Regions from separate parts of the Mus musculus genome. Here region 1 is linked to region 2. The links are chromatin contacts, called in public Hi-C maps. All regions are on one chromosome and are shown on one strand. The core of a region is the stretch at or near the end of the contact, and the rest is flanking DNA. Distances in the headings are between cores, read along the strand shown.

Region 1 (5,958 bases), core at 925-3,424, 1.8 Mb after region 2:
CAGGTTGGACACGCTGGTTAGAGGCAGTGTCGTCAGAGGCAGGTGGATTCTCATGAGTAAGTCAGGGAGGGAGCCATCCACAGTGGCCACCTGATTCTTACAAAGCAGCTTCAAGATGGGGCTGGAGAGAGAGAGAGCTCAGCTGTTGGCCCTTACTGCTCTCTCCCAGAGGATTGGAGTTTCCTTCCTGGCATGCCGTGGCTTGTGTCTCATAACTACCTGTACCTCTAAGTCCCAGCGCATCTGATGTCTTTCCCCTGGCTACACACACACACACACACACACACACATTTACGAGATGACATAGCAGTGGACCAGACCCAGCAGCAATGAGAATGAGGAAGTGGGGGCAGGTGACTCAAGTTCTGGTTGTTTCTAAGTGAGTGAACGTCAAGGGAACAGGCGCGTGGATATCATCTCAGGGCCAATAGAAAGCATCTTCTACACAAGGAGCCTCTTCCTTGCTTCACAAGACCTGCCCTGCTCTCCAGAGGAACGCCGGGTGGGTCTCAGCTCCTAGAGGGAAGACTCACCGATGCCGGTGAGAAACAGCACAGCTGTGGCCGTGGGGACTTCTTGGTCAGGACAGAAGTAGGAGACCAGCACCTGTGGAGACAGCCCAGAGCCATAGACTGGGTGTAAGCATGTGACCCTGCTTTGTGTTTCAGCATCTAATCTTCCAGTGACCCACTATGAGCTGACCCAGGGGCCATAGCCACTTAGGACGTCTAGGAGGGTGTCTTGCCAGGTGGTGCACACTTTTAATCCCAGTCATTAGGAGGCAGGGGTAGGAGGATCGTGGGAGTTCGAGGCCAGCCTGGTTTACAAAGGGAGTTCTAGGATGGCCAGGGCTACACAGAGAAACCCCGTCTCAAAACCCAACAAAAGCAGTTGTCGCTCACTAAAGTCGTTTGCCCTGGCTTGGAGCTGGCTCTGTAGCTCAGGTTAGGACCTCCAACTGCTGACCCTCCTCCTGGTTAATTGGGCTTAATAGGTATGCACTGCTCAGCTCAGGGTACAACACTGGTTCTGGCCCGACTCAAGGTACAGTGCTTACCCAAGTGAGCCACTCGCTGAAGGAAACTGCCTTCCGCCGACACATAGATGGGCAGGTTCCGCCCACTCACCATCCCTTAACTGCCTCTCTCTCCCTGCCCACAGACAGCTGCAGCTGGGTCTGCCTTGGGTAGGCAGGCCTGTTGCCAATGGCCTTCAGCTAGGCTTGCCAGCTTCCACATTGAGATCACCTGGGTAGGTTAAAGGTTACCCCTCTCCCCTCCATGGCTCACCTTGTCTTCATCCACAGTGGGGCTGGGCGCCACCATCCTCACCAATGCCACTGTGGGATGGTTCATTGACCTCCAGACCACAGTGTCCTCTTTGCCAGCGATGACGGAGCTAGAGATGTGGATCAAGATCCTGGGGGAACCACGGATGGTGAAAGACTTGCACTTGTCTGGTGCACACCTGGTTTGAAGGAGACAATACAGGTTAGAAGACTCACCAACCGATGAGGCGACAGGGTTCCAGGACAGCCCCCGATCTGGAGTCTGCATCCATCTTACGGAATTGAGGAGAGTTGTCAGTGAAGCTTGTGGGGGGGGGGGCGGGCGCTAACGTCTTCAGCCTCTCTTACCATCTCGACCCCCAGGACCTCCACGCCTTTGATGGATGTCCCACCCCAACCTCCCGCTCCCCCAAAGCCTCCTTGTGAGGATCACATCTTCATTTTACATACAAGCCTCAGCTTCACAGTCATGGAGTGAGCAGATGCCAGAACCGTAAGACACAACCCCCGCCTACTCAAGGACACCTTCGAAGCTAACAGGGATCTTGCAAGAGGCAGAGAAAGCTGTAAGTCAGTATCCCGAGCTGGGATGGGAGGGCTCTCAGAGACCAAGCCAGATTTCCTTGGGGTCGGTCAGTTCAGCTGAGAGCGCTAACCTCGGACTTCTGGGCACAGGGACTCTGCCCAGACCCTCCCTTCTCATTACCCCTACAGACACCCGCTAAGCCTTACTTGCTGATGTCCAAGGTGATTTCCATGCCTACCATGCAGAGGGCATGGGTGGGATTGACCAGAGACAGGCTGAGTGAGTTCTGAAAAGACATGGCTGGGCTTACCAAGCTAGCCACTGTCAGCAGTCCTTACCCACCAGAGTAATTGCCTAGGACGGTGGGGCTTCCTGGCCTTCCTCTTTAGTAGAGGTAAGGACCACCCCAGCCCGCCCCCTTGTTAAGGGTTCACAGGTGAGCCTGGAGGAGGAGGAAGAGGAGAAGGAGGTAGGGGGAAGGGTGAAGGGAGAGATCCTTCTACTCAGCATCAAAGTTTTAGCAGCTGCTGCCTGTAGACCCTGCAGCCCTAGGAAATTGGAGTCTAACAGCTTGGGGCTCTGCCCTTCCCACTGGTCTGGGTGCTACATCTCAAGATTATGGGGGAGTCTTGGTTCTAGGACAGTAGCTCTCAACCTGTTTTGGCCTCAAGGCTGGGATGGTGGTGGTGTCACACATCAGATATCCTGCATATTATGATTCATAACAGTAGCAAAATCACAGTTATGAGGTAGCAACGAAATAAGCTTATGGTTGGGGGTCACCACCTGTATTAAAGGGTTGCAGCACTAAGAAGGTTGAGGACCACTGTTCTAGGATGTGTGCTTCTTGGCAGCTAGTGGGGGTACTTGGTAAAGTGCTATGCTCACAGAAGTGTCAGGAAGCTATAGCTAGCTCTGCAAATCCCTGATCCTGGCAGGCAATCTGCATCCTTTTCCCGGGTGATAACGATGATAAGCCAGTCAGTCACAGCTGTGTCTCTTGTTAGCATCAGGGCGGGTAGGGTGGGGGATGGGCAGCAGGAGCTGGTGCATGGGCTAGACCTGTGCAGCCTGGCTTACAGCTGTTATCCCTTTAGGCTGACCTCTGACCTTCACATGTGCACTGTGGTGTGAGAACACACACACACACACACACGAAGCAGAAAGGAAATTGTATATCTACTGTGCAGTTCAAAACTGCTAAAATGGGGGGGGTCAGCATTCTCGTGCCCTGTGGAGTCGCTGAGATGACACATACATCTTTGAGGTTCATGGTCTCTTCAGTATTGGCATTCCTAGATCAGACTACAAAGCCACACATGGTAGTCCCTGCCTGTCACCTGTTCAGCACCCACACTGAGGCAGGAGGATTTCTGTGAGTTTGAGACCAGCCTGGGTTTCAGAATGATGCTCTGTTTCAAAAAGCCGCCAAATTCTGTATTGCATTCCATAGTATATGTATGTGTTGTCAGGGGGGAAAAAAAGATCCAGCTGAGGTAGGCTAGCCTGTGATTACCGAGTGACTTCAAGTCTAGATTGGTCAATTTAACAAGACTGTGCCAATGTTCTGAAAAGGGGATAGGTGGGAGCATAGCTCCTTGGTAGAGAACTATCTGCCTCCACGTCCCTGTTATTTGCTCATTAAGAGCCGAGCATGGTGGCTCACGTCTGCAATCCCAGAACTGGGTAGATGGAGGCAGGAGGAACAAGAATAGGGAGCCAGCCTAGGTTAATTAAGGAGATTCTGTATGGAAACTTCATATTTCCCAGAAGACCTTGGTGCAGGGCACAGCCTAGAGAGAGCAGCCTCCATTACTCTCTTTCTCCATTCTACTGGCCTCTCAGAGAAGGAGCTAGCTCCCAGCCGCCTCAGAGGTGCATACCTGCATCCACGCACCCAGGAGGCTCAAGCGGGAAGATGGTTACAAGTCTGAGGGCAGCCTTGGCTAAAAAAGGAGTTTCAGACAGACTAGGGCTTCTAGGAAGACCCTGTCTCAATCAATCAATCAATCAATCAATCAATCAATCAATCAATCAATCCGAAGCTGGAAGAGGCAGAGAGGAGCTCTCTTGGGGGACCTGGAGAGGGAAGGGAACAGCCACCCAGCTACTCAGCTTCCCGCCAAGTAAAATTGCTTTGGTCCCAGTATGAGAAACTGGGTCCCTTCCTGGGGTTTAGGAACACCTGGTCTGTGGAACACCTGGTCTGTGGCATTTACCACGTCTGTCTCAGAGCACTCTTAGGCAGTCTCTGAGGGAGGGGGATGAAGGGAATTTTTGGCTTGATGAGGTTAAAGAAAAGTCAGGACTGGCCAGGTAGCTCAGTGGGTTAAAGACGTTCACCACTGAGCCCGATGTGCAGAGCACGCATGGTGGAAGGAGGAAAGTGAGTCTCACAAGCTGTCCTCTGATCTCCACATGTGCACTGTGGTCTCTCTCTCTCTCTCTCTCTCTCTCTCTCTCTCTCTCTCTCTCTCTCTCTCTCTCTCTCTCTCACAGTAGGGCATGGTGGCCACACTTCTAGTCCCAGTACTTGGGAGGCAAAGGCAAGTAGCATGTGTGACACACCAGCGCCACCCAGTGCATGCCTGTGGCAGTCAAAGGACAGCTTTGTAGAGGCAGGTCTCTCTCCCCACCTTTACTCAGGTCCTGGGGACCAGCCTTGGCTCACCATTGGTTTCATGGCAAGTGCCTTTCCCCACTGAGCCATCTCACTGGCCTGAGGAACGTGTTTCTATTTACTCATTTTAATTAAACGTTAATTAATTGTCTCTGGATCTCACTGTGTAGACCTGTTAGCCTGAACTCAATATATAGACCAGCTTGGTCTTGAATTCACAGAGATCCACCTGCCTCTGTCTCCGGAGGGTGGGAGTTAAGGGTGTGTGTCATCACCTTAGGCTCCAAGGAATTTGTGTGTGTGTGGGGGGGGTTGTTTGTTTGTTTGTTTGTTTGTTTGTTTTTTGAGACAGGGTTTCTCCGTGTAGCCCTGGCTGTCCTGGAACTCACTCTGTAGATTAGGCTGGCCTCGAACTCAGAAATCTGCCTGCCTCTGCCTCCCGAGTTATACCTAAGTACACTGTAGCTGTCTTCAGATGCACCAGAAGAGAGCGTCACAGATAGTTGTGAGCCACCATGTGGTTACTGGGATTTGAACTCAGGAACTTTGGAAGAGCAGTCGGTGCTCTTAACCACTGAGCCATCTCACAAGCCCTTTTTTTTTCTTAAGATTTATTTATTATATGTAAGTACACTGTAGCTGTCTTCAGACACGCCAGAAAAGGGAGTCAGATCTCGTTACAGATGGTTGTGAGCCACCATGTGGTTGCTGGGATTTGAACTCATGACCTGCAGTCAATGCTCTTACCCGCTGAGCCATCTTGCCAGCCGTGGTTTGTTTTTTTTTTTTAATTTTTATTAAATATATATAAAGAGAGAGACACATACGGCAGAGTAAATAAGTCAAAAGAGCTGCCAGCCATAGTTGAAGCTTTTTCACCTCATTGGTGCTTTGAAATTGATTCCAATGTGCTTTGCGGAGGGTGGGGCTGGGGGTGTGGAACTCCGTGGTAAACTAAAGATACAAAACTACATCTTTATTGCAGCATCTCTAAGCAGAGCTGAGCTTGCTATGCAAGGACCATTTGAGGACACACAGAGATGGGACAGGAGCCAGATGTGGGTGAAGCAAACATGTCACAGCAGGGACAGTGGCCACCTCTGTGGAAGCCCAACCATCCCCAGATCTCTTGCTGCACCTCGCTGCGGGGTGGGGGTGGGGGTGGGGAGCAGCCACCTCTGGCCAGGACAGTCCTCGAGGGAGGCTGCCTGGGGTAGTGACTCAGGGCACCATGTGCCACCACTTGAAGGTGAAGGGCTTCCTGCGCACATTGGTGCCACAGTGAACCTCCCCGTTGTACACGTGGTAGGTGTAGAAGTCGTTGATGAAGGTGCAGTGCAGACCCAGCGGCTCCAGGTGGGAACGCACCTCCTCCTCCAGGCAGCAGTGGCCATCGATGATGGGCCCAAAGGGCTTGGGGATGCCCAGGTACTTGCCCAGGACCAGCATGTTCACCTGCGGGAGGGTGGGGCCAGATCAGAGGCAACAGCTGTAGGGTAGGTAGGGCCTACAGGTCTCTGGACT
Region 2 (5,544 bases), core at 1,201-3,700:
CTCATTTGATCAAATAACTACTGCCCCGTGTCTTAGCTTGGGACCTAGACCCACAGCCCCTGTCATTCCTGGCTTAGGGTGGGTCCCAGCCAAGGTATCTTTGGGGTCCCTGGGCAAAGATATTCTAATACTACTGTCTCTTTGAAGATGACCTGGTCCCAACCATCTTCTGGAACATCAGAGCTTGGGGACAAGAGTACAGGCAAGGTCACTGCTGCCCTGGAGTGGGCAGAGAAGTCAGGCAGTGCTGCAGGGGGATGTGAGTGGAAAGGACAGGCAAGAGGCCTCGAGTGCAGGGCCAGGCTCTGGTCCACACTGAAGGTCTGAACCTTCTTTCATCCCCTTGGAAATGAGAGGGTAGCTCTAGGTTCATGGAGAGACCCTGCCTTGAAGGAAAAAGTGGAAAGTGACAGAACTGGATACCTGATATCCTCCTCTGACCTAAAAAGAGGGACGGGGCTATACTTCCAAAGTTCAACACTCATTCCAGATCCTGGGGCCAACCTCCAATAAAGACAAGAGAACCTTTGACATCCCTCCCGTAATATGATACATTTTAAAAGTCTGAGACAAATACCCTGGTGATACAAAATTCATTATTAGCTAGTACATAGCCACATGTTAAAAGGCCTTAAATCACTCAGGGAGAACACTATCCTCACTTCTTTCTGTGGAGAGGCCCGTTTGCTGCCCTCAGACTCTAAAAGCAGGGCCCGCAGGGCCCACTCCTTCATTATGGATGTCAAGGGAAGGAACCTGCCAGGCCAGGGCCCTGCCACCGAGCTGTAGCCTTCCTCGCCTTTTTATTTTTGAGACATGGTCTCACTAAATTACCTAGGATGACCTTTGACTCATTGTAAAGCCCCCAGAAGGCCTCAAGCCTGTGATCCCCCTGCCTCAGCCTTGGCACCACGCTGCAACAAGGAGCTGTGGTTTCACCATCAGGCCCTGCTGATCCTTTTAAACAAAGGCAAAGCAGGGCTTAGCTCAGAGGCAACCTGTAACTACAGTAAGGATGCAAGCTGTCACTTGCTTAGCAAACGTGTGTGACAAGGGCTTTAGAGCGACCAGCGGACAGGAGAGTTTCAGAAATAGTGCAGAGTCCTCAGCAAAAATCCATGTGACCTTTGCCTTACTTTCCAATCTTAACACTGATACATTGGACAAGATTTTTTTAAAAAATCAATATTGATATGTGGCTATGGACTAAAAGCAGAGGAGTCACTCGCAGTGTTCTCCCTGCGTCTTTACTGTCCCCAAACCCCACCTAAGCGATCACTTTGTTTTGAGTATGTCTTCTTTTCTAAAACTATTTTCCATATTGATTTTCTTTATCCATTGTGATTCTGTTTTCCATTAGAGAATGACCGTTTTTTTTTAACTTTCAGAGTTACATTTATTTTTTTTTAATATCAAGAACTTACTAAAATCAACTTATGCTGAAATTAAAAAAAAAAAAAAAACGGCAGCTGTCTCACATCTGAAAGGCTAAGGTAGTTAGTTGCTCAGGCTGAGGCTGGCTACTTCAGCTCAGGACCGCTTCTTAATCGGTGGCCTCTGGTCACTCCAATCCTCCATTCCTCATAGACAACAATAGGATCTTTTAAAATTCCATGATATTTGCGGGGGGCGGGGGGAGCGTGCCACCTTGGTATGGTTATTTCCCCAACTTAGTGATGCCCAGAATCTCAGCTAGAATCCTTCAACCCTCCACAACTGTCCTTTTTTGACCTACAATAACCTCCTAGCTCTTCTAGGTCCTGATTGGCCGATAGAGAGATCAGGTGATGGAGGCCCTCTAGCGTTCCAGTCGGATCCTGAGTCATAAGGCTCCCTGCTGGAATGCCGCACGTCTCATCTGTCCGCTCGAGAACTTTTTCCATTTCCAACTCCAGCCTATCTTCTCCAGGGGAAAGAGCAACGACGTCAGAGGTCATGGTGACTCAGATTCCAGCCCTGACCAGGATGGCCACCTACTTCCTCACCTGTAGATTAGGTGTGATGAAATTTCACAGGTTGCCTGGGCAACCAAGAGCCGGCTCCCAAATGAGGAGAGCGGAGGATGAGGCATGGGAGACAACCCCCCCTTCCATTCTTGGGGTCTTTAAGTTCTAGTGTGGGATACCCAGATTATAAATTGGCAAACAGGAAAACAATCAACTTCAGTGTTAAATACTACGATTAAAATATGGGCCCGAAGGCCTGGTGTGCTAATCCATAACCTTGCTGGCACGTAGTAGGTGCTCAGCAAATACTTGTTCAAAGACTAGAGCTGAGTGGGTGGCTAGTCTAACAGGAATGGAACCCCAAAACGGAGGCCCGTGGGACGGAAGAGCCACGGGTGCAACGACTGGCGAGCATTAGAGAAAGTGAAAGAACGATCAGAAGGCGTGGGTGTTGCAAATTTCACCGAGCAGTGTGCACAGGAGGGGGAGGCACCTTCTGGGACAGGCTCTTTTCAAGTGTGGCGGCAAAATTTGGAAGCTTCCCCTTCAAGTGTCTGCTCGAACTCCCCTCATGCCAGCCCAGCCCCTGGTGAGCACTCTCTGCAGACCCCTCCTGTGCCCCGCGCTCTCGCTTCCTGGGGAGCGGGAGACACAGAAGTGCGGGTCCCGTCCCAAGGCCAGCACCCGGGCGATGGCTTTGGTGGCTTAGGTGGCGGTGCGCCCGGCCCAGCCCGGAAGGCCCGGGCCCTAGGGCTGCGCAGGCGGGACCGGCCCGGGCCGGTGTGGGGCGGCTGGGCCAGGGAGAGAACAGGCGGGGAGCGCCAGGGCGGGAGCTGCGGGGCTGCCAGAAGTTCTGCCGTCGTCCCATCCGTCGCTGCCGCCTCCAGGTAAGCCCGCGGGGAGCCCCGATCGTCCCCACGCCGCCTCCACTGCGCTTCCGAACCCGGAAGTGCTCTCGGGACTCCTGAGTAGCTGGAGGGGAAACTGATGCCAACGAGCATGCCAGCGGCCCCCGCCTGCCAGCACAGCCCAGGGCACCGGTCGCTGGGTTTGAAGGGAAGAAAGGACCTTGCTCAAGGTCACGCAGGGTCACTGGACGCCCCCTGCGTACTGGGAGCTCCAGGCACCCACTCCCACCCTCTGTGTCTCCAGACTCAGTTCCCCGAGGCCTGGGAAGCCCTAGAGTCCCGGAAAGGCCCGGCCCCTTCCTGCTGTGACGGGGGCGTGGCTTCTCGCCCCGCTGCGGGTTTTTACAGAGTAGGGGACATTTCACATTACAGGTTTTTACATCCGGGAAAACTGAGTCTGGGAACAATGGGATGATTTTGGCCAGGACCAGGCAGTCAGAGCAAAGAGGTTAACTAGGGTGAGCTGACTTCAGAGTTTGACCCAGTGTTAGGTTCAAAACTGGCCTCCATGATGTCCTTGTCCTTGCCAGGGGTGACCCAGAGTAGAAGCTGGGGCTGGCTAAATCTGCAGGTTTGATCCTGAGGCCACTGCTGCCTTCAAGTAGGAGGGAACACACCCCTGTAGGGCTTCCCAGGACGCCACTCACGGGGTATATTTATTGAGCACCTACTATGTGTCATCGTGTAGGCTCTGAAGACACAGTAGTGAAGACTCCTCAGGGTGAATCAGCTAGGCAGAAAGACAAGGCCACCAAAATCCCCAATTACCCAGTATGTTTGAGAAGTCAGGAAGGAACCCAGGGCCCCATCCTCCTAGTTAGAACCCTACCAAACCGCCTGAACCTCTGGGCATCACCGAAGATGCTGCTTCCAGCCTCAGTTTCCCACTCCCCTGGACTTAAAAGATGCCCTCAAGGAACTTGAGCCTGGCTCTGCCACTTCCTCTCTGTGTCACCTTGGGTGTCACCCTGAACCTTCATTTCCTTATAACACAAGAGGATCATGGATTATAATTCTTCCCAGTGCTGAAGATCGTGTCAGGATGCTTCATGAATTGGAAAGCACAGTACCCAAATCAAAAGTAAATTAAAGCCAGGCATGGCGATGGTGGCATAGACCTTTAATCCTGGTGCTTGGGATTTAATCTCAAACTGTGAGTTCGAGACTGACTTGGTCTACATAGTGAGTTCCAGGGGACAATGAGGGCTATGTAGAGAAACTGTCTTTAAATTAGATAGATAGATAGATAGATAGATAGATAGATAGATAGATAGATAGATAGATAGATAGATAGATAGATAGAGATAGAGATATATACACCTTTAATCCCAGCACTTGGGAGGCAGAGGCAGGCAGATCTCTGTGAGTTTGAGGCTAGCCTGGTCTAGAGTGAGTTCCAGGACAGATGGGGCTCAAAGAAACCCTGTTTTGAAAACAAAACACGGGGCTGGAGAGATGGCTCAGCGGTTAAGAACACTGGCTGTTCTTCTAGAGGACCTGGGTTCAATTCCCCCACATGGCAGCTCACAACTGGCTGTGATACCTGCCCCAGGGGATCTGACATCCCCCCCCCACATCCCCCCCCACAAATATACATGTAGTCAAATCACCAAAATACATAAAATTAAAAATAAATAAATAAAAATTTATTTGCTTGGGATGCTGAAGACAAAACTCAGGCTTTTTTTTTTTTTTTTACAAAAACCACTGAGCTATGCCTCAAACGAGCAGAGATGCCTGCCTTTTCTTTCTTTCTTTCTTTCTTTCTTTCTTTCTTTCTTTCTTTCTTTCTTTCTTTCTTTCTTTTCTTTCTTTCTTTCTTTCTTTCTTTCTTTCTTTCTTTCTTTTCTGAGACAGGGTTTCTCTGTGTAGCCCTGGCTGTCCTAGAACTCACTCTGTAGACCAGGCTGGCCTCAGAGATCCACTTGCCTCTGCCTTTCAAGTGCACAACCATTGCCTGCCTCAGAGATGCATTTCCTCACAGGTCTAGTGACTTGACAGCCTGTTCTCCTCAGTAGAGAAACCTTAGCCACACACAGAGCTGGGGTGGCCGACTTCCAGGTGAGGAGGCTGAGGCTCCCTCCAGGGCTGGAAACATAACACCCACCTCACACCCAGCATTTCCTGTTTGTTTTCCTCCAGACTCTCACAGGCTCAGACAGTCAGGGTGTATTCCTCAGCTTCCTGAAAGGCCCCCAGCAAGCTGTGACCTCTCGGGAACACCTTGACTTCTTTTACAAAACACCAGTCTGCAAGCTTGACACGGGACTGAAGGAACATTTCAGGGTGACAGAACTCTTGGAGCCTTTGTAGGCCCAGGCTCTAGCGTGGCTAGGGACACAACTGACTGGTTTAGCTTGCTGCTTCTCAGCCTGAACTTGGACTGGGAAGGCCAGACCCAACCCAAGCCTGGGCTTGGTGGATGTGGGACCTGAAGGTGGTCTGTACATTAGATTGTTGATAGTCCTCTTGTACTCCTTCAGTGGTTTTTCAGACTCATGTAGCCCAGGCTGGCCTTGAACTCACTATGTAGCCAATGATGACCACCTAGGTTTTCTGATCCTTCAGCCTCCACCTCCTGGGATAAGACAGATGGAAAAGGGGGGTGCGGGTGGGGACACAGAGCTTCATGCATGCTGGTCAAACACTCTCCCAGCAGAGATCCTGGGCTCTGAAATACTGCATTTCAG

What was found. A called contact is a pair of places that touch in the nucleus more often than the background predicts.
Region 1: a Hi-C map of B cells shows a contact between it and region 2, with 8 read pairs. The contact joins the promoter of Padi6 here to the promoter of Tmco4 in region 2.

The regions. Positions count from the first base shown.
Region 1 is chr4:140,740,469-140,746,426 of GRCm38.p6, forward strand. Padi6 (peptidyl arginine deiminase, type VI) reads right to left here and starts at 2,175. Exons shown (of 16, transcript NM_153106.2): 1 at 2,021-2,175; 2 at 1,290-1,467; 3 at 534-606. The coding sequence starts at 2,112. It overlaps Padi4 (peptidyl arginine deiminase, type IV), which reads right to left. Exons shown (of 16, transcript NM_011061.2): 16 at 5,040-5,889. The coding sequence ends at 5,656.
Region 2 is chr4:138,970,455-138,975,998 of GRCm38.p6, forward strand. It overlaps Tmco4 (transmembrane and coiled-coil domains 4), which reads left to right and starts at 2,451. Exons shown (of 17, transcript NM_029857.3): 1 at 2,451-2,833.